Regions from separate parts of the Zea mays genome. Here regions 2 and 3 are each linked to region 1. A link is a contact called in public Hi-C data. All regions are on one chromosome and are shown on one strand. The core of a region is the stretch at or near the end of the contact, and the rest is flanking DNA. Distances in the headings are between cores, read along the strand shown.

Evidence for each region. Hi-C and Micro-C count contacts between places; a contact is called where the count stands out from the background.
Region 2: a Hi-C map of tassel shows a contact between it and region 1, with 2.1 times the contacts expected there. The contact joins the promoter of LOC100272372 here to the promoter of LOC100383746 in region 1. A contact is called at or near these places in 2 of 25 Hi-C or Micro-C datasets (ear and tassel).
Region 3: a Hi-C map of tassel shows a contact between it and region 1, with 3 times the contacts expected there. The contact joins the promoter of LOC100282961 here to the promoter of LOC100383746 in region 1. A contact is called at or near these places in 2 of 25 Hi-C or Micro-C datasets (ear and tassel).

What each region holds. Positions count from the first base shown.
Region 1 is chr9:13,253,432-13,256,924 of Zm-B73-REFERENCE-NAM-5.0, reverse strand. It overlaps LOC100383746 (putative MAP kinase family protein), which reads left to right and starts at 1,596. Exons shown (of 1, transcript NM_001176382.2): 1 at 1,596-3,055. The coding sequence starts at 1,784. The coding sequence ends at 2,827.
Region 2 is chr9:13,646,757-13,650,348 of Zm-B73-REFERENCE-NAM-5.0, reverse strand. It overlaps LOC100272372 (UDP-N-acetylglucosamine (UAA) transporter family), which reads right to left and starts at 1,661. Exons shown (of 6, transcript NM_001146853.1): 1 at 1,534-1,661; 2 at 555-660; 3 at 215-460. The coding sequence starts at 1,571.
Region 3 is chr9:13,684,113-13,687,858 of Zm-B73-REFERENCE-NAM-5.0, reverse strand. LOC100282961 reads left to right here and starts at 1,747. Exons shown (of 6, transcript NR_159534.1): 1 at 1,747-2,143; 2 at 2,787-2,875; 3 at 3,523-3,746.

The sequences.
Region 1 (3,493 bases), core at 347-2,846:
TTACAATCATATTTATTTTTGAACTAAATTTTAATAAGAGACTTACTTTATTGTGAAGAAATATTTGAATCGTGATCCATTACCATCCTTAGATTCTCTTCTTAAATTCGCTTACATGTAAAGAAACACCTACATAGCAACCTATTTAATGTAAATGAAACTCATATAAAACTCTTACTAAGATTAACCTTAGGGCTCTTTTGTATTGAAGGATTATTTCCTGAATCTTTCTTTTTTTTCTGTGTTTTTGAACTAATTTCTGTAAAATTTCTATGCTATTTCTGTAAAATTCCTGTGTTTAAAAAAGCCCTTAGATCTGTCCCAGAAAATCCGGAGCCAAAGCTGTTGCATCTGCTCTTCATTCCTCTTAACCCAAACATGCCCTTAGGGCTTTGCGTCATCATTGGAATAACCAAGTACAGTGTATTTGTATCATCCTCGTTGAAGTTCTGTAGTTTGCAGCCGAAGAGCGACGAATGTCGCAGGGTCGCCACTGGCTGGTACCGCATGGTCAGGTTCATGTTTATCTTGCTAGCACTCACCCTGCCACCCCTGGTCTGAAGACATCCCCCATTATCCCCGTGTAAAGAAACTGGAAGGTGAGGTCGAAAGGTTCTTCAGTTCATTGATCTTTGCCATCTTTCTGGACACAGGTGCGTGATCGCGTATAACTCTTTTAACGCACGTGGTCTGGAAGGTGTGCAGCGATGACCTTTACAGCTTCTTTCGGTAGAGTTTTGTGCCTTATAGTCAATGATCACAGGTAGATCACCAAAGACTTCATGTGTTGACACGTCGCGTCGTCCAACCTTTCTGCTTAGCTGATCGTTCGAATTTCGAGCACGTGAGGTGATAGCGGGCTTGGGTTGCAGGTGCGCGTTGCAAGATTCTCCCTGAACTAGGATGATTTGAACCTGAGATTTTTACCGTTTTAATCAACACGCGCGCGCCGTGTATTGGGGGCTTGTTGCTTGGTGATGACATGATTATCCACGTTTCTCTACTTAATTGTTACGCGTTGCTAATTAATGTATAGTTGACAAACTGGTTGAATAATAATTTGTTGAAGACTCTTTAGCTGTAAAATCAGTTCGTCTATTAGCTCTTCTGTGGATGCATTAGAGCTGATTGGAGTTTAAAAAAATTAGCTAGATAATAATCAGCCTTGATATCGAGCACGCCTTTATTAATAACAAAAAATAAATCGTGTGTCGCTAGCGTGGTACAATTTTTGTGGATACCAAATCCTTGGGAAGTCAGGAAGGCACGTAGGAGGACCGTGTACGAACGGGAAAGAGGTACTACATGTACGGGTCTTATTTACCAAAACTGTATCATGGGGAACAGTCGGACGGACAGTGCCCCCAAAATCATTCGTAGCATGCTTCATTAATCACGGTACGGCGCGGCAGCAGCAGACGGTGAAGGTCAGCACGCCACGGTGCGTCTCCAACGAGGCATCGCGTCGCATCTCCACTCGTCCTCCAGCTGCTGGGGTTGCCGTCACCGTCAGGCGAGGTCGTCGCCTCGTGAGGAACAGGAACTCGATATTGCTTGTGCTTCCCGGTGGCCTCCGCGTTCGGTGTCCCGTCCCGTTCTCCAACCTGATGAGCGATCAGGCACTGTTCTCCAATAAACGGGCACCGCACGACAAACCCCGAGCGGCAGTGGGGAGGAGAAGAATCCAGACGGAGTCACGCAGACGCCATCACTACTACCACACCCGGCCTAACGAACTCCTCCCCACCCCAAGCCCCGCCCAGAGCGACCCACGCACCACGCCATGCGCCCGGGCGGCCTCCCGACCCAGCAGCCCGGCACGCCGGGCCGCGCGCGCCGCCGCCCGGATCTCACCCTCCCCATGCCCCAGCGCGAGGTCGCCACCTCCCTCGCCGTCCCGCTCCCTCTCCCGCCAGCCGCCGCCTCCGCCGGGGGGCCCACCCCGCCGGGCGTCACCGCGCCCGCCCCCGCGGCGCAGCAGCAGCAGCAGCCGCCCCCGCTCGCGGAGCTGGAGCGCGTGCGCCGCGTCGGCAGCGGCGCGGGCGGGACGGTGTGGATGGTGCGGCACCGCGGCACGGGGCGCCCCTACGCGCTCAAGGTGCTGTACGGGAACCACGACGACGCGGTGCGGCGGCAGATCGCGCGCGAGATCGCCATCCTCCGCACCGCCGAGCACCCGGCCGTGGTGCGGTGCCACGGCATGTACGAGCGCGGCGGGGAGCTCCAGATCCTGCTGGAGTACATGGACGGCGGGTCGCTCGACGGCCGCCGCATCGCCGCCGAGCCGTTCCTCGCCGACGTCGCGCGCCAGGTCCTGTCCGGGATCGCGTACCTCCACCGCCGCCACATCGTGCACCGCGACATCAAGCCCTCCAACCTCCTCATCGACTCGGCGCGCCGCGTCAAGATCGCCGACTTCGGCGTCGGCCGCATCCTCAACCAGACCATGGACCCCTGCAACTCCTCCGTCGGCACCATCGCCTACATGAGCCCCGAGCGGATCAACACCGACCTCAACGACGGCAGCTACGACGGCTACGCCGGCGACATCTGGAGCTTCGGCCTCAGCATCCTCGAGTTCTACTTGGGCAGGTTCCCCTTCGGGGAGAACCTCGGCAGGCAGGGCGACTGGGCCGCGCTCATGTGCGCCATCTGCTACAACGACCCGCCCGAGCCACCGCCCACCGCCTCGCGCGAGTTCAGGGGGTTCATCGCCTGCTGCCTGCAGAAGAACCCGGCCAAGCGCCTCACGGCCGCGCAGCTGCTGCAGCACCCCTTCGTCGCCGGCCCGCACCCGCAGCCCCTCGCTGCTCCTCCCCCGTCATGACCACACCACCATTTCGGCGGGTTGGGAGTTGGGACCAAAGTACGGATCTCGTCTCAGTTTGGCCTCCCTCCCTTGGCTGCAGGCAGTGTGGGACTCCAATCAATCCGGCGTTCCCTTGGATACAATACACGGATCTGATCCCTGATGTATCAAGGGAATTTGCTGGCCAATTTCGGGTTCTATCCTCCATCATCGACGTCCGCATCCATCCATGGTTGCTTCTGCTGCAGTTAAGGTCTCCTACCAATTTTGAGTGCTGTGTCCATCTCCAATTCTCCATCATCAATTCATCACCACGGTCGTCCTCAACCCGCTCCTCGCTGCTGCGATTTAAGGTTTCTTTCTCCTTCCTGTTGTTTGATGCTCTTTTCTTTTTTACTTCCAGCGATGATAGCATAACGAGAAAGAGAAAAAAAAAAGGTGTGTACAAATGATTTTGTAAAAGATCATATCATATGTCAAGTACAGAGAGAGGTCCACTTGCTACCGATTTTCATTGTTCGAAAAAGGTTTGCTTAGAAACTTAGGGGGTGTTTGGTTCTGTGGACTAAAGTTTAGTCCGAGTCACATCAAGCGTTTGACTTTCAAATAGGAGTATGAAATATAGACCCAACCAACTGTACTAGATTCGTCTCACTTTTTAATCTTCAGCTGAGAAATTAGTTT
Region 2 (3,592 bases), core at 412-2,911, 390 kb before region 1:
AATGTTGAAAAGTAGGATTTACACTACCCGGTAAGGCTAGAATTCTCATAAACCTTGATAAGCTATATCCACACTTATCTAACTTCATGACTGAATAGTTGAGCTGGGAGAAGCTTGATAGATTTTGCAAGCATCAATTAGAGACAGTGAGGGTTGTACAGTTTAAGTAACAAATGTACTGTATGTTAAAGGAAGTGCAAAATAGAGTAAAGACCTGTGTCGGTGGCTTCCCCTTTCCCCGCATGCACCCAGCCACCAACACAGCAAGGGGAGTGATCCTTTTGATTGCAATATACATTGGGATGTTAACCCCTTTCAAGCTTGCTAGAGCAAATCCCACATTTGCATTGTAGAAAATTGACACTGGAAGAAGTTTCTTCGCGGTTATCCAGCTAAAGTCTTTTCGTTTAGACATTCCTAGAACTTGACCAAAATGTATCAGAAGTGCTGTTGCTATTTGCTGCAGAAAGTAACGGAGAAATTGAACAAAACAATCAGATTTAGTCAAACATAGAAGCATGCAATACTTTCCCGGCCGTGATGCTCAGCAATACCTGTAAAGTGAGGAGGGTCATGGAGTGAACATACTGCATAAGAACCGCTTTGTTCACGAAAACCATTGCCATAGATGCGACTCCATAGGAAAAGGCGGAAGCTAAGCTGCACAGGGAAATGGCCAGAACTTCAAATACATTGAAATCTGAATCTGGTCTGACCCAGTAGCTCTACGCAAAACCGGTTTTCTTTTCTCCAGAAATTAAGCATTACAATATTTCTAAAGATGTTTATGACCTTAGTAACAAAGAACATGACCCTAGCCATTCTTGCAAAAGTTGAACTTGATACTATCTCCTAAACCAAGTGAGATCTGGTAGGTTCGATTTAACTATGATGAAGCGCAGAAGAGTGTTTATTTTTAGACGAGTGTGTAGTTTAAGTATGCCACCACATCAAGCGGCCAGAGAGTCAGATACTCAGATAGTTGACTGCATACATACAGTACCATTGAAGGAGGAGGACTTTATACGCTACTAATTATATTCCGAGACGCGACGAAATTGTTAACGAACCAACCAGTTTCTTTCTTTCAGAAATAAAGGACGTCTAAAACCCAATGCCTCTACGCTACGAGCACAACAATCTGCAAAAGAAGCAGAACTGCAGAGGATTAGTCTGCCAAACGCCCATGAATATGGGCTTGCCTGAGGGCGGGGCACAACGAACCAAATCCCCATTCACTTGTTTGCTAATCTGACGAACCAAATGACAGCAGAAGGGGGCAAGAAATTATACATGGAAACGCCTTCCCCGCACGATTCCACCATCCAAATATCGTGCAAGTATTCAAATCCCCCCAAAGCATCGCGTGAAAACCGGCAGGGCGCCGCCGCGCAGTTGCCAGCATCCCCCTCCTCCCCCTCCAGTCCCCACCCCAATCATCATGCGGGGAGGAGGGTAAAGCAAAGCGGGGCAGTGCGGCGGAGATGCGCAGCAAGAAGAACAAAGAAAGGAATAGCGGGAATTCATGCTCACCTGAGGATGGAGCTGGGCTCGCCGGCCTCCGCCCCCATGTCGCCCCTCGCGCTCCCGACAAGCCGGGCTGCCGTTGCGCGTGACCCCTGCTCCGTGTCCGGGCGCGCGCTACATGGACCGGCCGTGCCTGCCGAAGCGTGTGGCCGTGTCCGTGTGGCCGTGTGGGGAGATCCGGATTCCGGAGCCGCTGGTTGACGTCATTCTCAACGTTGTACTCATTATTAAATGTAGTTACTCATTAAATGTAGTGACACATTATCAAGATTAGTGACATATCAGTGCAATTAAGAGAAAAGATATAGAGAGGGTTTTATAAAAAATAATGGAGTTTTATGGGAGATGAAACTCTGCATACACGGTTACTTAGTTTAAATCTGACATGACAATATTGAAAACAGTACAGACATGTTTAGAAGCAAATTATTTTAAAACTATAGTATCTCCAATACCATGGTTTTACCTTAAAACTCTAAAAATACTTTGTTTCTAAACACCTCTACACTAAAACATATTACTGAGAATGTCCTTATCAAGCGGGTTAATAAACTGACTTCGCTAGTAATAATATTGGTTAATTGTATATGGTTACTTGGTTAGCGGGCGGCATGGAGGCAAAGCACGCGCGAGCAGCGTGAGGAGTGAGTGAGCACGAAGCGATGCGCCGCTCTTTTTCGCGCCCAAGCTTTCCATGGAGACTGGCCTAGTGGAGGATGCAGAACTGCATATCAATCAATTTCTATTCAGCCGGTGGATGTCTTTAACTCACTGGCTTGACTTTCCTGCCTCGGACTTCGGGTTGGCGTTCCCAAGTTGCCATATCAGTGCTATATAAAATATCATATCGGTGTTGTATGAGAAACTACAAACTACAAACTACAGAAAGGTCCCGTTTGTTTCATTTTATTTTGAGGAATTGAAATCTTACTAATGAAGTAGACTATTTTTTAGGATATAACATTCTACCACTTTCCAAAATTACCATATAAGCCTATTTCAAATTCATGGGGTGAGAAATGAAAATTCATTTTATAGATTTACATACTATTTTTCCGATATACAACTTATAGCACACTCTTCTACTTGCTTTTCTATAACATAAATATAGTATATAATTATCTCTCTTATATGATTTAGAATAATACACAAATATATTACATATATAAATATATGAACTTAATTAGTTTTGTCTAAATTATAATTATTAAAATAGAATAGAATTCTAATGAAACAAACGGGCCTTAAGGTTTTCTTCGACAGGACATAACGTATAAAGTACTATTTTACACCGTAGATTACATTGTTAACAGAGTAGAGTTTAAAATACAGAGTGAAATAGGGAATACAACAACGAGATAGTTTAACAATGACAAAAAAGGTCATGTACCTATAACTAGCTCTTTTTTCCTTGACGACTCCTTGAATATTATGTCAAAATTCGATTTTCCTCCTCGCCCATAAACCTAGATGTTAGTGGGGGTGTTTGTATGCGTCAGAGCTAATAGTTAGTTGGATAAAAATTGTTAATGAAATTAGTTAGATAACAAATAGCTTATTTACTAAAAATAGCTAATATTTGAATTATTAGCTAGGGTGCCCTAATAACTATTAGCTCTAATGCATTCAAATCTTCCCTAATAATTTACACAATATTTATATTTCCACTATATAAATCATGATCTATATCTATCCGCCTACCTATCTATTTATTTACCTATCTCTTTTATAAAAACAAACGACATTATCCTCCGACCTCTACGTGCAAGCATCCCACGTATCATTAGGCATGGTAATAGATCACGATTCAAATGTTTCTTTATAATCTATTAGGGTCCTAAATTATTTTTAATTTAAAAATAAATACAAATAGAGTCTGATCCTGATTCGATCCTTAAATTTTATAGTGTAAAATTTAGGACCTATTATCACCCATACTTATCATACTCCACTAATTGCCATATCATCCTAATAAATGCTACATATTTCATTAAATATATTTATTATTTTTTGTCGGCGTTTTGACCCCGGGGGGTCCCCGGACCGACGAGTAAATTGTCGTCGC
Region 3 (3,746 bases), core at 498-2,997, 430 kb before region 1:
GGAGTCAGGACTCAGGAGTGCCCGTGCTGCAAGCAGCAAGCATCATTAGCTTAACAGAAACCAAACCATGGCAGATCCACCAAAAGGTGAACACGACCGGTGAGTCAAGCGGCACAAAAGCTGGCTCTGAATTTCACCGCGTCTTGCATTTTTGCGCTCTGAATCCTCTGATCCCTTCTGAATTAACAAGAGAGCTGATCCACGGAAACGGGCGCAGGGAAACACACGGGTGCTACTGCGATTACATCGGACAGTTAACTGGAACCGTGGTGGTTTCTCGTCTGGGGAAGATGAGCTCTGAGAACATCCAGTCCCCCCAAAAGGCAAGGCAAGGCAAGGCAGGCCCAGGCCGCGGGCAGGGACAGATCGCATAAGAACATTCTTGTGTCGGTGCTGCGTCCAGTCTCTGACGCTCCCTTTGGATGGTGGCCAGCGAGAAGCAGGCAGTACAACAAAGGGCAAAGCGCATCGCATCGCATGTGCGAAAGATGAATGGTTTCCGATGCTGATCCTTCTCCCAGCATCGCCTGACGTCCGCGTGTTTGGTACACCGGAATGTTTGGTTCAAACAACGATAATGATTATCAGTGATAACAAAGTTGAATAGACTAGTATTAGTTTCTAATGTGGTATCCGATTACGGTTAGTACTAAACAAATATGATTTAATATTATCGGTTATCAATCACGTTATAAATATGTAAACCAAACAGCACCTTAGCATCATTTTAGTAGTTAACCATAAAAGGTCATATGAAACTCAAGACTGAATTAGGTGAAAGGAATGCGACCAACGTCTCATGACCTTAGAGGTGAAAATGATGGAAGCTGTACAACATAGCTTAGGGCTAGTTTAGTAACACTATCTTTCCAAGAGATTTTCATTTTTCTAAGAAAATTAGTTTATTTTTTCTTAGGAAAATAGAAATCCCTTAGAAAAATGGTGTTTCTAAACTAGCCCTTACAAGAATTTACATGATTTTTTATGAATGCAAACTCATTTTTTACAAGATATAATTCACTGGACATATTTAGCTTTCAACATTAGGTGCAGAGCTGTAAAGGCGGGAGGACGCAATACGTAACACTTCTAATAGGCTATTTGGTTTGAGGAGTGACCCTGTCTGGTATTAGTGTATTCGGCATGTGTTCGTTCGACTATTTCTAGAGGAATGAGTAGATGTCGCGAATATACTAGCGCAGGGTGCAATCGTATGGCGGACAGATTAGTTCACTTCGTCAAACCAAACAACTAATCGAGGCTCGGACGCAGGATTCCGTAAACCAAACACGTCGTAAGTTCGGCAGTGCAATTGTTTGCTTCGTTTATATGTCAACAAATGCTAGAATTGATTTTTGAGTGAACTTCATTTGTGCGATGCTAGGACTTCGTAATATGTGGTCTGTTTGGAAATTCTACAGTGTATTATTTTTTTTCAAAAAAAGATGATCAAAACAACTTTATCTGCGTGCTGTAGAGTTCAACTTGAACAGCAGTCAGCAGCCCAAGCTGGCAAGCCCATAAGAAGCCCAGCCCACCAAAAACATCACACGGCTTCCGGGTCCAACCAAAAGTTCTGATTCCTAAACTGGCCCGTACTCCCGTCCAATCCCAACCCGGCAACGCGAGAATATATCAATCCATCCTCGCGTCGCGTGATCTCATCTCGCCCTCGCTCACCTACATCTCCGTCCGCAAGCGTCAGCCAGGCTGCCCCGGGAGGCCGGGAGGAAGCAGATCGGAGAAGGCAAGCCACGGATTTCCTTCTCGCCTTCTGGACCCCATGTACTTTTTTCCCCTGCCTCGAAACCCTAGATCTGGTTGATTCGTGGGCCGTCCTCCCCACCCCTCCCTCGGCCGAATTCCGCGTCTGGTTTTGGTCTCGAGTTTTAAGATCTGTTTGTTTTCGACTGGATTTTGAGCGATTCGTTGCTTTGCTTGGCGTGGCTCGTCGCTGATTCGAATGTTCTCGGTGGCTGTCTGCCTGGCTTTGCCGAAACCTAACTGCTGTCGATAACCGTTTGTGGCGAACGATTTGCAGGTGATCTGTTGTAATGGCTCGATTGTACATCGGCAACCTGGATCCCCGGGTGACCGCTCGGGAGCTGGAGGACGAGTTCCGCACGTTCGGGGTTCTTCGCAGGTCAGTAGTGCTCTCGCCTCAGATCCTTAGATTCGTGTGTCTCGTCTTAGAAATCCACGCGTGTCTACTTGTATGATCCCGTTCGGATGATAACCATAAGGACAGAATTTTGTTAGATATAGCGATCCTAAGCTGAAGTGTTGTAGGTTTATGATTTGGTGTCAGGTTAGTATCTGTCTGTCCTGGGTTGCAAGGACGATTGACTATTTCGTTAGCATGACAGTCACGAGTTGTACTGCAAATCGTCTCCTGTTTTACGATAAAATATACTGGTACTGTATATAATTGCCCTACCATACTTGGGAGATGTCGCCTTAATAATACGCATCATTCCCAAACATAACCTGTTGTACTTTGGTTGTGACAATTATTTCTTTGATTGAGCATGGTACGATTTGTCAAATTCACTGGTGATAGACCTTGGCTTACATTACTGTGGTCTGTGGGGGTTTACACTATCTGGATTCAAAATGAATGATATGGCCAGTATTTTGAACACCAAAGGATATGCTGTTCTGGACCCTGTACAAAGTTCTGTACCATTATATAATCGTTGAATGCATAGAATTACATCTTGCATTGATATATGCTGCTTGATGCTGATGATTTTGGTACACTTTTTTTCATGTTTTTGTGGAAGCAGTGTCTGGGTTGCTCGGAAACCACCTGGCTTTGCGTTTATTGATTTTGATGATAAGAGGGACGCAGAGGATGCAATCCGTGACCTAGATGGTATGTGATCAATGTATTGCTGTCAACATGTTATAAACCTCTATTGGTATGTTGTATCAGATGTTTATATGACATTCCATATGTTGTCGGTGTTATTTGTGAAGAATATCTGAGTTGGTACTAAATTACATTCAGAGCTCTATTTGGTATATGGAATATGAGTTTGGGTTTGGGCTTGGGTACACGCCTACCATCTGGTCACAGCTATTGGCTGTTGCAGGAGTAGAGAAAGTAGGAAACATTGAAAATGCTCATAATATAACAACTATAACTCAATTTATGTATGTTGTATGTTAAGCTTTGGCTCTGACAATTTGTTTGTAAAATTTCATTTAGATTGATGACACAAAATCAAGAAAGTCCTGTAGCCTGTTCATAATATAATACATATATCCTGTAGATAATGCTAGTCAATATCATATTGGAAACTGCATGCTCTAACGATATGAACTTATTTCTGTGCTTATTAGAAATAATCTCTGTTAAAGTTCAATCGATTTGATCTTTTGTGGTATTTTTCTTACCTTCTGATGTTATTTCTGTGCTTTATTTGTTTGATAGTCACAGTTTGTGTGCTTGCATGTTTATGATCATGTACAAATGTTTTAATCCTTGCTGATCATTTCAAGATTTTTATGGTTCTGTAGGCAAGAATGGATGGAGAGTTGAGTTATCTCGTAATGCCAGCGGTGGTCGTGGAGGTCGTGACCGGCATGGTGGGTCTGAGTCCAAGTGTTACGAGTGTGGTGAGACTGGCCACTTTGCTCGTGAGTGCCGTTTGAGGATTGGTTCTGGAGGTCTAGGCAGCGGAAGGCGCCGAAGCCGTAGCCGTAGCCGCAGTCGCAGTCCCAGATATCGCCGGAGTCCAAGT